Regions from separate parts of the Sus scrofa genome. Here all the other regions are linked to region 2. The links are chromatin contacts, called in public HiChIP or PLAC-seq and promoter capture Hi-C maps. All regions are on one chromosome and are shown on one strand. The core of a region is the stretch at or near the end of the contact, and the rest is flanking DNA. Distances in the headings are between cores, read along the strand shown.

Evidence for each region. Promoter capture Hi-C pulls out the DNA fragments that hold promoters and counts their contacts. HiChIP or PLAC-seq counts read pairs in DNA pulled down with a chosen protein or histone mark.
Region 1: a contact with region 2 is called in a promoter capture Hi-C map of fetal skeletal muscle, with 7 times the contacts expected there. The contact joins the promoter of AHNAK here to the enhancer-like site in region 2. A contact is called at or near these places in 4 of 5 promoter capture datasets (fetal liver, fetal skeletal muscle, liver and 1 more), 9 of 47 Hi-C or Micro-C datasets (embryonic fibroblasts, heart right ventricle, liver and 3 more) and 2 of 2 datasets of contacts at active chromatin or transcription factors (alveolar macrophages and skeletal muscle).
Region 3: a promoter capture Hi-C map of fetal skeletal muscle shows a contact between it and region 2, with 5 times the contacts expected there. The contact joins the promoter of EEF1G here to the enhancer-like site in region 2. A contact is called at or near these places in 3 of 5 promoter capture datasets (fetal liver, fetal skeletal muscle and liver), 11 of 47 Hi-C or Micro-C datasets (embryonic fibroblasts, heart right ventricle, liver and 4 more) and 2 of 2 datasets of contacts at active chromatin or transcription factors (alveolar macrophages and skeletal muscle).
Region 4: a contact with region 2 is called in an H3K27ac HiChIP or PLAC-seq map of skeletal muscle, with 6 times the contacts expected there. The contact joins the promoter of INTS5 here to the enhancer-like site in region 2. A contact is called at or near these places in 1 of 5 promoter capture datasets (liver), 3 of 47 Hi-C or Micro-C datasets (embryonic fibroblasts, liver and omental adipose tissue) and 2 of 2 datasets of contacts at active chromatin or transcription factors (alveolar macrophages and skeletal muscle).

The regions. Positions count from the first base shown.
Region 1 is chr2:9,185,709-9,188,408 of Sscrofa11.1, reverse strand. It overlaps AHNAK (neuroblast differentiation-associated protein AHNAK), which reads right to left and starts at 1,425. Exons shown (of 10, transcript XM_013994215.2): 1 at 1,297-1,425.
Region 2 is chr2:9,318,223-9,320,922 of Sscrofa11.1, reverse strand. No RefSeq gene overlaps it. Among named protein-coding and RNA genes, the nearest start is that of SCGB1A1, 17 kb to the right of the region's middle. Within about 2 kb of position 1,297, at least 13 of the 83 cell types and tissues checked have an H3K27ac peak or open chromatin away from gene starts, as enhancers often do. A contact at or near this core is called in fetal skeletal muscle, skeletal muscle and subcutaneous adipose tissue, where this site is marked.
Region 3 is chr2:9,161,831-9,164,537 of Sscrofa11.1, reverse strand. EEF1G (elongation factor 1-gamma) reads right to left here and starts at 1,318. Exons shown (of 11, transcript XM_005660798.3): 1 at 1,189-1,318; 2 at 1-101. The coding sequence starts at 1,200. It overlaps TUT1 (speckle targeted PIP5K1A-regulated poly(A) polymerase), which reads right to left. Exons shown (of 10, transcript XM_005660796.3): 10 at 2,620-2,707. The coding sequence ends at 2,663.
Region 4 is chr2:9,094,373-9,097,072 of Sscrofa11.1, reverse strand. INTS5 (integrator complex subunit 5) reads right to left here and starts at 1,427. Exons shown (of 3, transcript XM_003353823.4): 1 at 1,278-1,427. The coding sequence starts at 1,357.

The DNA.
Region 1 (2,700 bases), core at 176-2,675, 130 kb after region 2:
AGGAGGAAGTTTTTCCAGCCTCATCCACCCGCGGCCCCTCACCCTCACGCTGGACTTTTTGGCACCTCGACCTCCAGGGCAGCTCCCTACCCCCACCCCAGCCGGCGGCGGATTTCTGGGCTCCGCCCTGCCGCCTGTCCCCACCTCTGTCCCCTGGCCCCTCCCACTCCTAGTCCCAGAGCTCCAAGTTCATGCTTCCTGCGGGGAGAGAAATCCCTTTTTCGTTCCCTAAGAGGGACTCCCCTCTCTTTGTGGCAGGAACTGGGGACAGCTTACATTCCCCAGCAGGAAGTCTCCACGCCTGATCACCGCGCCAGAAAAGAATGGGCTTTGACCCACAACACCAGGGATTAAGACCCCAGCTCGGAGGGGGTTGTCTTCCTGCGGGGGCGGGAGGAGCCGGGGCGAGGAGAGCGGCGAAGTCTCACCCTGGGGGGTGGATCAGTTTGGGAGCCGCCCTCCGCCCAGGCGGAGGCCAAGCTCTCCGCCCAGTGGCGGGGCTTCGCTAGTGCAGGGGCTGGGGCCCGGCCACTCGGCCCAGCTGCCAAAGAGCCGCCCCCAGCCCGGCCAGGACGCAAAGCCAGGCGCTTCCCCTTCCCCTAGAACCTCCGCTCCGGCCCCCGGGGACCGAGCAGGATGCCCCTCCCTGACCGGCCGTGTGCAGCGCCTCGCTCGGACTCCATCGGCCAGGGCCTCATCCCAGGGCTGTGCTCACCCTCTCTCTGGGGCTTCCGGACACAAACCCCGGGACCCCCGAACCCCTCTGGGCCGGAGAAACTTACTTTAGTCCTTACCTACAACCCCTGCAGCCCCAAGAAACCTCCACCACCAGGGCGGAGTGCCATTGCTGTCCTCTGCCCCGTGAGCCCCAGAGGCAAGCAGAGGTGACACATCCAGGACCACCACGCACAGCCGGAGACACCCCCCTCATAGGTAATAACACGTATCTCGCTGCTATGACACAAGTGGTTACAGGGACTTGACACCACGGTGAAAGAGCAACCCCAGACCCAAGCCCAGCCCAGCTGTCCCCCTGATGAAGAAGAGGGGCTCCATCAAAACACACACTCCTGCTGAGCCCGCTGTGGCCCACCCACGGGGCCCCCACACCTCCGCAGGCTTGCCCAGGGCTGGAGGAAACTGCGCATGCTCAGGAAGGCCTGGGAACCCAGTGGGATGGTTGCAGCTCAGGGAAATGCCAGCTGCCCTCCCTGGGCGTCTGGATGAAGCCCATGGGGGACCAAAGGAAGAGCAGAAGGCCCTACATACCCACCCACCAAAAGGTCCCATTCTAACCTCTCTCCAGGGCATGCGCAAACGGTCAGCCTTGCTCCAGGGAGAGAAGCTGGGGGCTTCTGGGAGTGGGGGGTGGGGGACACAGAGCCAGCAGGGGAGAGTTCCCAGCAGGGCAGGAGTCCGACTAGCTCTCCCAGTCTGTCTGCCTGTCCCCAGGCGGTTCCCAAGTTCCCAGGAAGGTGGTGACCACACCCCAGAGCCCCACCCACCCCCACCACCCCCACAGCTTTGCCCCAACCCCTCAAACCAGCTCCTCAGGCTCTGAGTGGCGTGCTCTGCCAGGGCCAGCCAGCCAATTGCAAATGAGCTAAGGAATCCAGCCCGGCAGTGCCCGGGCACCTCCACCCACGGCCCCCTGGGACTAAGGTGACCCCAGGGACCCCCAGCCTATTCCCTGCCTTTGACCGATGCTGGCCTTCTCCCTCCACAGGTCTCCCACAGATCGCTCTCTTGTGTCCCACTTAGATCCCTGGACCTGGAGCCTCGCCCTCCTGAAGCAAACCCTCGGCTCTGCGGGGTTAGCTCTTCAAAAGGTAACCCGGGCCAGGACCCCAGAGTAGCACTAAGCCCCACGGGACTTTGGTGGCTCCCCGTGTGTCCCGGTTCTCTGAACAATGTCCCAGCAGATAACCTTTAAGGACAGGGCTTTGGGGAGGGGCTCAGACACCCTCCAGTCCTCGCTAGCGATATTCCAGAACCCTCGTCCTCTGCTAGTCCAGCTCTCACGGTCCCAGGTCCTCTCCCCAGTCCCCCTCATCGCACAGCTAGGAACAAGGCAGTACCCCTAAGGCTGGGACTCCCTTCTACTTCCCACTCCACACGCAAGCCAAGTTCTGGCCCAGCCCAGCATCCCTGGGGGCCAGGGACTAGGAAGCTTCCCCATTCAGCTTCGAAAAGGAAGTGAGTGCCACACCCTGCCCCTGGGATCACCCTTATGGGGGGCAGGAGAATGAAAGCAGAATTGACTCCCCAGGAGTTCCCTTGTAGTGCAGCAGGTTAAGGATCTGGCCTTGTCACTGCAGCGACCTGGGTTCGATCCCTGGCCCAGGACCTTCCGCATGCCCATGCCGCAGGGACAGCCAACAAAAAAGAAGCTACTCCCCTAATTTAGACCCAGCACAGGCAAGGAGGCCCTAAAAGGCCTTCCAAGGCATCTTCAGCCTCCCTCCTTCCCTCCTCCCCACTCCCTTGACTTCACCTGTAGCCACAGGCCACCACCCCCCAGCCCCTGCACCCCAGGCATCACTGTGTCCCACAAAAATCAACCCAGTTCCTATCACTTGTTAGGCTGCACCCAGAAGAGCACGGGATCCTACAGTCAGGGGCTGGAGTCTAGTAGAGAAAACTTTCAAAACCAGTTATTGCTGGGGTGGGGTGGGGGGTGGATTATTGGGAGCCCAGCGC
Region 2 (2,700 bases), core at 48-2,547:
GCAGAGGCTCCCACAGGTCAGGGCCTGGGTGGGGAAGAGGGGGCTGGGACCTCGGGAGACTGTGAGTTGGGGGGGCAGGGAGCAGAACATGAGTCTACAGCTGGGGCGCCCCAGGTCACAGCCCAGAATCGCCCCCGGGGGCCATTTCTCCAGCCAACTCCCCACCCTGCGGGGCTGAGGGCTGCGCCAGGGAGGCAGAGGCTGGCCCCAGGCCTGCGTGGGGGTGTGGGTGTGGGCGGTGGCTCTGTGTACATCCAAGTTCAAGTGCCCGGGTGGGGGATCATTCACATGCATTTAACAAACAACAGCCATGACCACAAAGTCCAAATAACATTGAACTCAAACTCCACCCCACCCTAGTCCGCCCTTCAGCGTGGTGCTTCTAGAAGATTCAGTGAACTGAGCTGTGTGCCAGCCCTGGCTTTACCCACCTCCCCCCCGCCCCCCAACAGGCCCTCCATCCCCCAGACATAGGCCCTCTTCCTTCCCCACTGCCCCTGCTCCAGCCTGCCTTCCACCCCTCCTTACACGTTCCGGGGCATCTTGTGACCAAGGTCAAGCCAAATGCCTCTTTGTCACTCAAGGCTCTGCACGGATTGCCTCGCCCAGTGCTCTCTGGCTTCATCCAGCCCCTGGGCCTTGGCCTCGCTGGCTTCTCAGGATGCCCTGTCCCACCTCCCTCCCTGCCCTGGGGCCATCAAGCTTCACACACTGTCTTGCCTCTGCCCAGAGCACCCTGCCTCTCCTCCCCCACCCCAGGCCTGCCCATCACAGAACCCACCCAAGGGACCCCTCCTCCATGGAAACTGTCACCATTGCGATCTGTCTCCCACTCGATGTCCCCCGTACCAGCGCCAAGCCCAGCAGACAGAGAACAGTCGATGCAGGGGGCCCAGCCTCTCCCAGCTCTGACCTCACTTCCTACTCCCCCCAAGGAGACGCCTCCTCCAGGGAGCCTTTCTGTCTTTCCCCTCGACAGCAGCTGCTAGGGGACCAGCTATGAACCCCAGTCGCCTTCCTCTGTCTGCCTTTCCAAACGCTTGTGAGACCCTTGAGGCAACCCCCAGCCCTGGGCCTCGGCCACCCCTCCCCAGCCGACTCTACTCACACTTCTCAGTGGGAGCTTCTGGAAAGCTTGATTTTCCTCCTAGCACTTACGGAACTGACAGTACCTCTGAGAAGGACAGCTGGTGGCCTCTGCTAGCTCCAATTTACAGCTGACACCTCTGAGGCCTCGAGAAAAAAAGCTCAAAGTTTCATGTTCCAAACAGCCCCATAGGGGGCGCTGTGTCACCAGTCGAGAGGACAGCCAGCCTCAGGCTGCCGGGCCTTTGCCATCAGAGGCTCAACTCTCTGGAGGTCAGAGAGAGGGTGCAGTTACTTCAGTCAGGGCTGTATTTTAAAACTTAACACTTTAGCAGTTTGGGCGGTAGGGAAGTATGTAATTACACAAAAATGTTAGGATGCTTCTCTTTGCCAAGGTCTGTCAGTCCCTTCCCAGCACAGGCTCTTCTTCTCCTTCAAAATCTTCACATTTAGGAGTTCCCGTCGTGGCTCAGTGGTTAACAAATCCGACCAGCAATCATAAGGTTGCGGGTTCGATCCCTAGCCTTGCTCAGTGGGTTAAGGATCCGGCGTTGCCGTGAGCTGCAGGGTAGGTCGCAGGTGAGGCTCAGATCTGGCGTTGCTGTGGCTGTGGCATAGGCCGGCAGCTGCAGCTCCAATTCGACTCCTAACCTGGGAACCTCCATATGCCACGGGTGCAGCTATAAAACCAGAAAAAAGTAATAAGCGCCTCCTACGTGCTGGGGCCTGGAGAGTCATAGGTGAGTGTGGAGCTTACATTCTGGGGGGAGTACAGCTAATAGACAAAGATACAGGTAAATATGATCATTTCAGATGGTGAGGAAGGCTCTCAAGGAAAGAAAGCAGGAGTGACAGGGGACAAAGGAATGGGAGTGAGGGCAGGCTGGGCCACAGAGGGGCTGTGTGAGTTGCAATCAGGAAATAATCTGGACAGCCCAGCCCTCGACCTACCTGCAGGGGGGAAGGCCAGCCAGCATGGTCCCAGGTACTGAGTGCCGGGGTAGAAATACAGATGGGGCCTGAGACAGGTGGGGACAGGTCTCCCCAGGCTATGTGGACCAGGTGAGGCTTTGGGTTTTATTCTGAGTGCTGTGGGAAGCCAAGAGGGGCTTACACAGAGAGGTGACATGATCTGACTTTTTTTTTTTTTTTTTGCAGGGTGGGGCTGTATCTGTGGCATATGGAAGTTCCCAGGCTAGGTAGGGGTCAAATCCGAGCTGCAGCTGCTACACCACAGCCACAGCAATGCCGCATCCTTTACCCACTAAGCGAGGCCAGGGCTCAAACCCCAATCCTCATGGACACTAGTTGGGTTCTTAACCTGCTGATCCACAGTGGGAACTCCTGATCTGATTTAGGTTTAAAAGATGGCTCTGGCCGCTCTGGGGAGAATGGACCTGAAGTGGGGAGAGGACCCTGTGGACAATGACGGACCCCATGCGGCACCAGAGGTTCAAGGAGGTGTCCCCACACTCTGTCCCCTCTGGCCAGGCCACCTGGCAGGCACAGGTCTCCCCGGGGCCATCATGGAACAGGCTGCTCCCAGCCGAACCCTTCCTGACCAGTGCCTCTCCCTCTCCAGCCTCTGGGACCCAGAGATCCGTGTGCTTTACT
Region 3 (2,707 bases), core at 69-2,568, 160 kb after region 2:
AAGTGGGGTGGTGCGGAGAGCACGCGGACCTGAGCCCCGCTGTACTGAGCGGCAATGAGGGCTTTGAAGGCCCTCCAGTTTTCAGGATATGTGTACAGGGTCTGCAGGGAGAAGATGGGGAAAACGTTAATGACCAGAAGGGTCCCAGTCCTAAATGCTATCAGAAAATGACTCCCCTGAGCAACCCCAGTCTGCTCCAACTCAACTCTTTTACCCCCTCTGGTGCACCAGATTCTTCAGTATCTGCTGTCGTGTGTAATCAGAGTCCTCCGAAATACCAAACAGAACTACACACCAACTGCTAAATAAAGCTTGTTGACAGAGTTGACCTTCCCTAAGGACGACTCTAGAAGCATTCTCTTCCCCTCAAATACATCTCCAAGAAATCCACAGCTTCTAGCTTCCTCCGACTCCATCTGCTGACATACACACACCCCTCCCTTCCCAGAGCCCTGGTTCATTCATTCACGGTTACCCAGCGCCTGCCTTACTCCACTGCGGAGCCGCTCGCCTTTCAAAAGCATCACTCTTGTTTCCAAGACACACACACCGACCAAGACATTTCCAAGTCCCCCCTCGGAAGAGCCGCCGGAGAGACCGAATGGCATCTTCTCTTCCTAAGTCAACTTGGTCTCCCTATAAAACGATGAGCCATCCCTCCGGTCCTGTCCCGCCGTTGAGTTTCCCTAGTGGTGCCTTGTCTCCTTCTATTAATCTGGCCAGCAGGGTCCAGGTGGTCTGACTCCACCGTCCGGAGGCTCTTCCCGCTCCCAAACCTCCCTGCCGGACGACCCAGAACCTTGGTCAGCCGCACCTGCCCACAAAGACCCTCTTCTTCACTCTGTCCCTGGTGTTGCCCCACAAAACGGTCGCAAAAGTTCTGTCAACCTGCCCGATCCCACGTCTCGAGGCGGCAATGAACCCGAACCCCTTTCTCAGTCCCCAGACGGCCAGGATCCGGCATCCCTTTTCTCCTCTACCCCAGACCCTTCCACCTCTTTGGCCTCCGAGAGCCCCAGCCTCAGTTCCCCTCCGGGGCCTGGAAGCCCCTCTCTCTAATAGTACGGTCTCTAGACCCAGGATCAGTTCCCCACTCGGCTCCAAAACCTCTATGACACTGCTGGCCCTACTGAGGCAGCGGATGGCGTCGGATACGGTGACCTGGATCGCCAGAGCCGGCAAACTTACCCCGGCCGCCATGGTGATTCCGCAGAGAAAGGGGGTGGGGCTCTCTGCGCTGCCGCAAAGTAAGCCGTCAGGGAGAGAAGGGAGGGGGGAAGGGGAGAGCCGTGGAGAAACAGCAGCCGTAAAGCGAGGACGGCATAGAGGGCATACGCACGACAGTTCGGTGTCCCGCGGCCGCTGAATGGAAAAAGAAGGGGGTGGGGCCTGCCGGCTAGCGCGGAAAAAGCTCGCGCCTGCGCAGTGCGGCATGGCCAATTCGCGTCCTGAGGTGGCAGCAGAAGGCGCGGAGGGAGGCGGGGACTGTGAGAACGAGCTGGAAAGCCGCCCCTTAGTAGCAACGTGGCACAGCTGCCAGCCCAGCGTCGCGTTCCTTGAAGCTCGAGGTAATTTGATGGCGCCAGATCCCTAACATCGTGATTGTGTGACATTCACAGGAGCGGAAACAACTGCGTGGAGGTCTCGGGGTGCCACGTTCTTTCTAAAGAAGTTATACATCTAACCGGAAGCCAAGTCTGAAACCCTCTGTAAAAGTGAGGGGTTTTGGGGATATTTTTTCCCATTAAACTACTTTGAAGCTCAGGGATGCTATTACTGCAAGGAGGGCACCAGTCCTCGGACTGTGACAGGGGAGGGACTGAGGGAGAACACAGCCACATCCCCTCTACCTCCTGTCACCCCGGAGGGGCTGACAATTCATTTGGTATGTGGCTCTCTACCCATGCTCAGATCTGAAAATCCTTCACCCAATTTAAGAACAGGATGCGCATTCCCTGGTGGCCTAGCATTGGTTAAGGATCCAGCATTGTGACTCCTGTGGCATGTGTTGGATTCTATCCCTGGCTCAGGACCTTCCACATGCCCAGGGCTCAGCCAAAAAAAAAAAAAAGAACTGGAGTTCCCATCGTGGCTCAGCAGACACCAGTCTGACTCGTATCCATGAGGACGCCTGTTTGATCCTGTCCTTGCTCAGTGGGTTGATCTGGCGTTGCTGTGGCTGTGGTGTAGGCCGGCAGCTGTAGCTCCGATGAGACCCCTAGCCTGGGACCTCCATATGCCACAAGTGCGGCCCTAAGCAGACAAAAAAAAAAAAAGAAGTAGATGAATTCTTCTGAAAAGTGAGAGAATGGATGGAGAACTCTGAACCAGTTATTTCAAACCCTGGCACCATTCATAAATCTGGGCAGCAAGGTAACACTTTCTTCCGGGCACTGCTCAAGCCACCCACCCAATACTCCATCTTTCAAGAACTCTACTGAGTGGGCTCAAGGTGCCAGACACATACTCATCCTGGGCACACCCTCTAAGTTGTGATAAGTGGTATGAAGGAAACAGGTTGAGAGACCTACGAGTCTAGGGTGGCAGGAGAAGGTACCTCTGAGAGGTAAAGTTTGGGTGGAAGGAGTATTGGCGGGAGGAAATTACAGAAGACCGTAGCATTTATTAAACTAGCAGCTTTATTGCCCTTCAGGCCCCCTCTTCACTTGAGGAGATGTCTAAGTGCTTGAGGGAGGAAAACCTGTAA
Region 4 (2,700 bases), core at 178-2,677, 220 kb after region 2:
CTACTTCAATCCAGACAACAGCCCAACAATAGGCTTCATTTTACAGATAAGGAAACCAAGGTTAAGTAATCAGACTATAAACTCCAAGAGGGTAGTTAAGATTTCTGTGCTCTTCAACACTAGATCCCCTTCTACTGAGGTGCCTAGAATACAGAAATTACTCAATAAATATTTCTTGACTTGAATAAGTTTATTTTGTGTTCCTATAACATCTGCCTTTTTTTTTTCTTTTGAGGGCTGCACCCGCAGCACATGGAAATTCCCAGGCTAGGGGTTGAACTGCAGCCACAGCCACTGGCCTATGCCACAGTCATGGCAACACCAGATCTGAGCTGCATCTGCGACCTTTGTCACAGCTTGCAGGAACACTGGATCCCTAACCCACTAGGCAAGGCCAGAGATCGAACCTGCATCCTCAACAGATACTGGTCAGGTTCTTAACCCAGTGAGCCACAATGGGAACTCCTGGATTTTGCTCTTAATGGAGAGAAAATCCTAACCTCAAACTTGCCCCTTCTTAAGGGCTTTCCCTCCCCAAACCTGTTTCCTCCCATACTCTGCAAGCATCCTAACCATCCACCATATCAACAACAATTATACTCCCAGAACTCTGTGTGCCCCAATAATCAGGGTGTCCCAAGCAGAAACAAGGCAATGCCTTTCAACCCTTCTCCTCCTGAAACATAAAGGTTCAGTCTTAGAGGTTCAAAAGCCAGAAGTATGGGAAGAGGCAAAAATCCCCTCCCTCTCATTGCCTTTTCTGCCAAAGAAGACAGCATCCTCCAGGGACCGATAAAGCTGACTGTGCCATTCCTCTCTGGTTCCCCACCCCACCCCCCAAAAAAAACCCACCCTAAGGTGAGTGGAAGGTCTCCGTTGGAGGGCAAGGGAAAGGCTAGAAGGAAGCATTCTGCAGGTTTCCGGGCCTGGGTGCTCAGGAAGTCTCCATGAAGTCAGGGGACCCTGGGTTCCCTCGGGTCTCAACCCTTTCTCAACAGGAAACCTAGGTTCCCAAGAGTTCTGATATTTCCCAACTCTTGGGAGAGCAAGGCCAGGATCTGGGGTAACTAGGCACTGCGGAGGCAGTACCTAGATCTTGAGAGTGCGGCACTGGAGCCCAGAGTTTTGAGGCAGTCCCTGAGTTCTGGGAAGACCCGACCAGGAATCTCTGAGAACCCTGACACGAGTTCTCGAGGTAGGATAGGGATTTCTGCCGAGAAGGCTGGGGATCCTCGCGGGGTCGCGGGGTGGGGGAAGATGCCAGGGGCTCTGACTACCTGAGCGGCGCGGGACCGTGCGTGACCGGGGCAGGGCCTGGAGGCCCTGGGGCCCCGGGAGGGTCGCACAACGCGGACATCCCGGAGCCCTAGCCGGAGCCCGAGGCGGGAGCGGCGGAGCGCAGGCAGCGCATGCGCGCTGATGAAAAACCCGAAAGGAACCAGCGGCTAGGCCTCTCAGATAAACCAGTCCGGCGACGTCTGTGACTCTTACACATTGGTTCCGGCCTGAATCAGCGTCCCAGAAGGAGACGGCCCCCGTGACAGCGGGAAGTGGACCCACCCTCAATGCAATCCTTTTTTGCCCCTCCCAAGGCCATTGACTCAGACGAAAGCTAGCTACGAGTAGTTAATTGGATTTAGTTAATTTTTCTACAGCCAAAAATACAAAGTGTTCAGCTCTCGAGGTTTTGATAAATGAAGCAGTAAGAACCATTTTAATCAATAACCAATGACGACGATATAAAAAGCAGCTAATTAGAGAGAGGAAGAGGGAAAGCGGAAAGGAGCCGGAAAGGAAAGTCCGTAAGAGAAGATGAAGAGAGAACAAAGGAAAGGCAGGGACAGGAAGTCCAAATAAATTGGGCTGGCTAGGCTGAAGGTGTTCTCCAGTCCTAGGTTGACACACAATCATTATCAGGATCCCCAACCTCCCGGTACAGGGACCTTCCCCGACCTCACACATCCCATAGCTGCAGAGAGCTTGGTAACTTTTTTTTTTTTTTCCTGCTTTTTAGGGCCACACCCCGCGGCATATGGAAGTTCCCAAATACCGGGTCCTTAACCCACGGAGAGAGGCCAGGGATCAAACCCACATCCTCATGGGTTCCTTTCCGCTGCGCCACAGCGGGAACTCTGAGGGCTTGGTAACTGTATGAGGAACTAATACACCTCATCAAAAGCCCCCACTCCAGTGAGTCTGTCTAGATCTAGTGCCAGCTATTCCACTAACCATCTGTGTACTTTACTTAACCTCTCTATGCCTGTTTCCTCTTATTCAAATGAGGATGGTAACAGTACAACTTCCTCAGGGGGTTTTTGTGAAAATCGAAACCAGGTCATATGGTAAACATATAGCACTTTGTGCCTGCAATCATAGGTAAGTGCTGCATAAGTAATATAGCTATTTTTATTATAATTTTTGAATGAACTCCAGAAAATGAGCTCTTTGACAACAGGAACTTTGCCTATTTTGCTAAAGGCTATAATCTCATCATATGCAACAGTATCTATCTGACATGTTGCAGGTTCTTAATAGCTGATTGGATGAATAAAAAAGAAAATATGTTCTGAGGTCTTTACTAACCAGAGGCCTGTATTAACCTCTATTAACTATTCTCAATGGAAGTGTGAGTGACAATAACATCAGGTCCTAAAGCTACCTTTGAAGTCATTGTGTTTTAAAAGCTAAATGATTGATTAT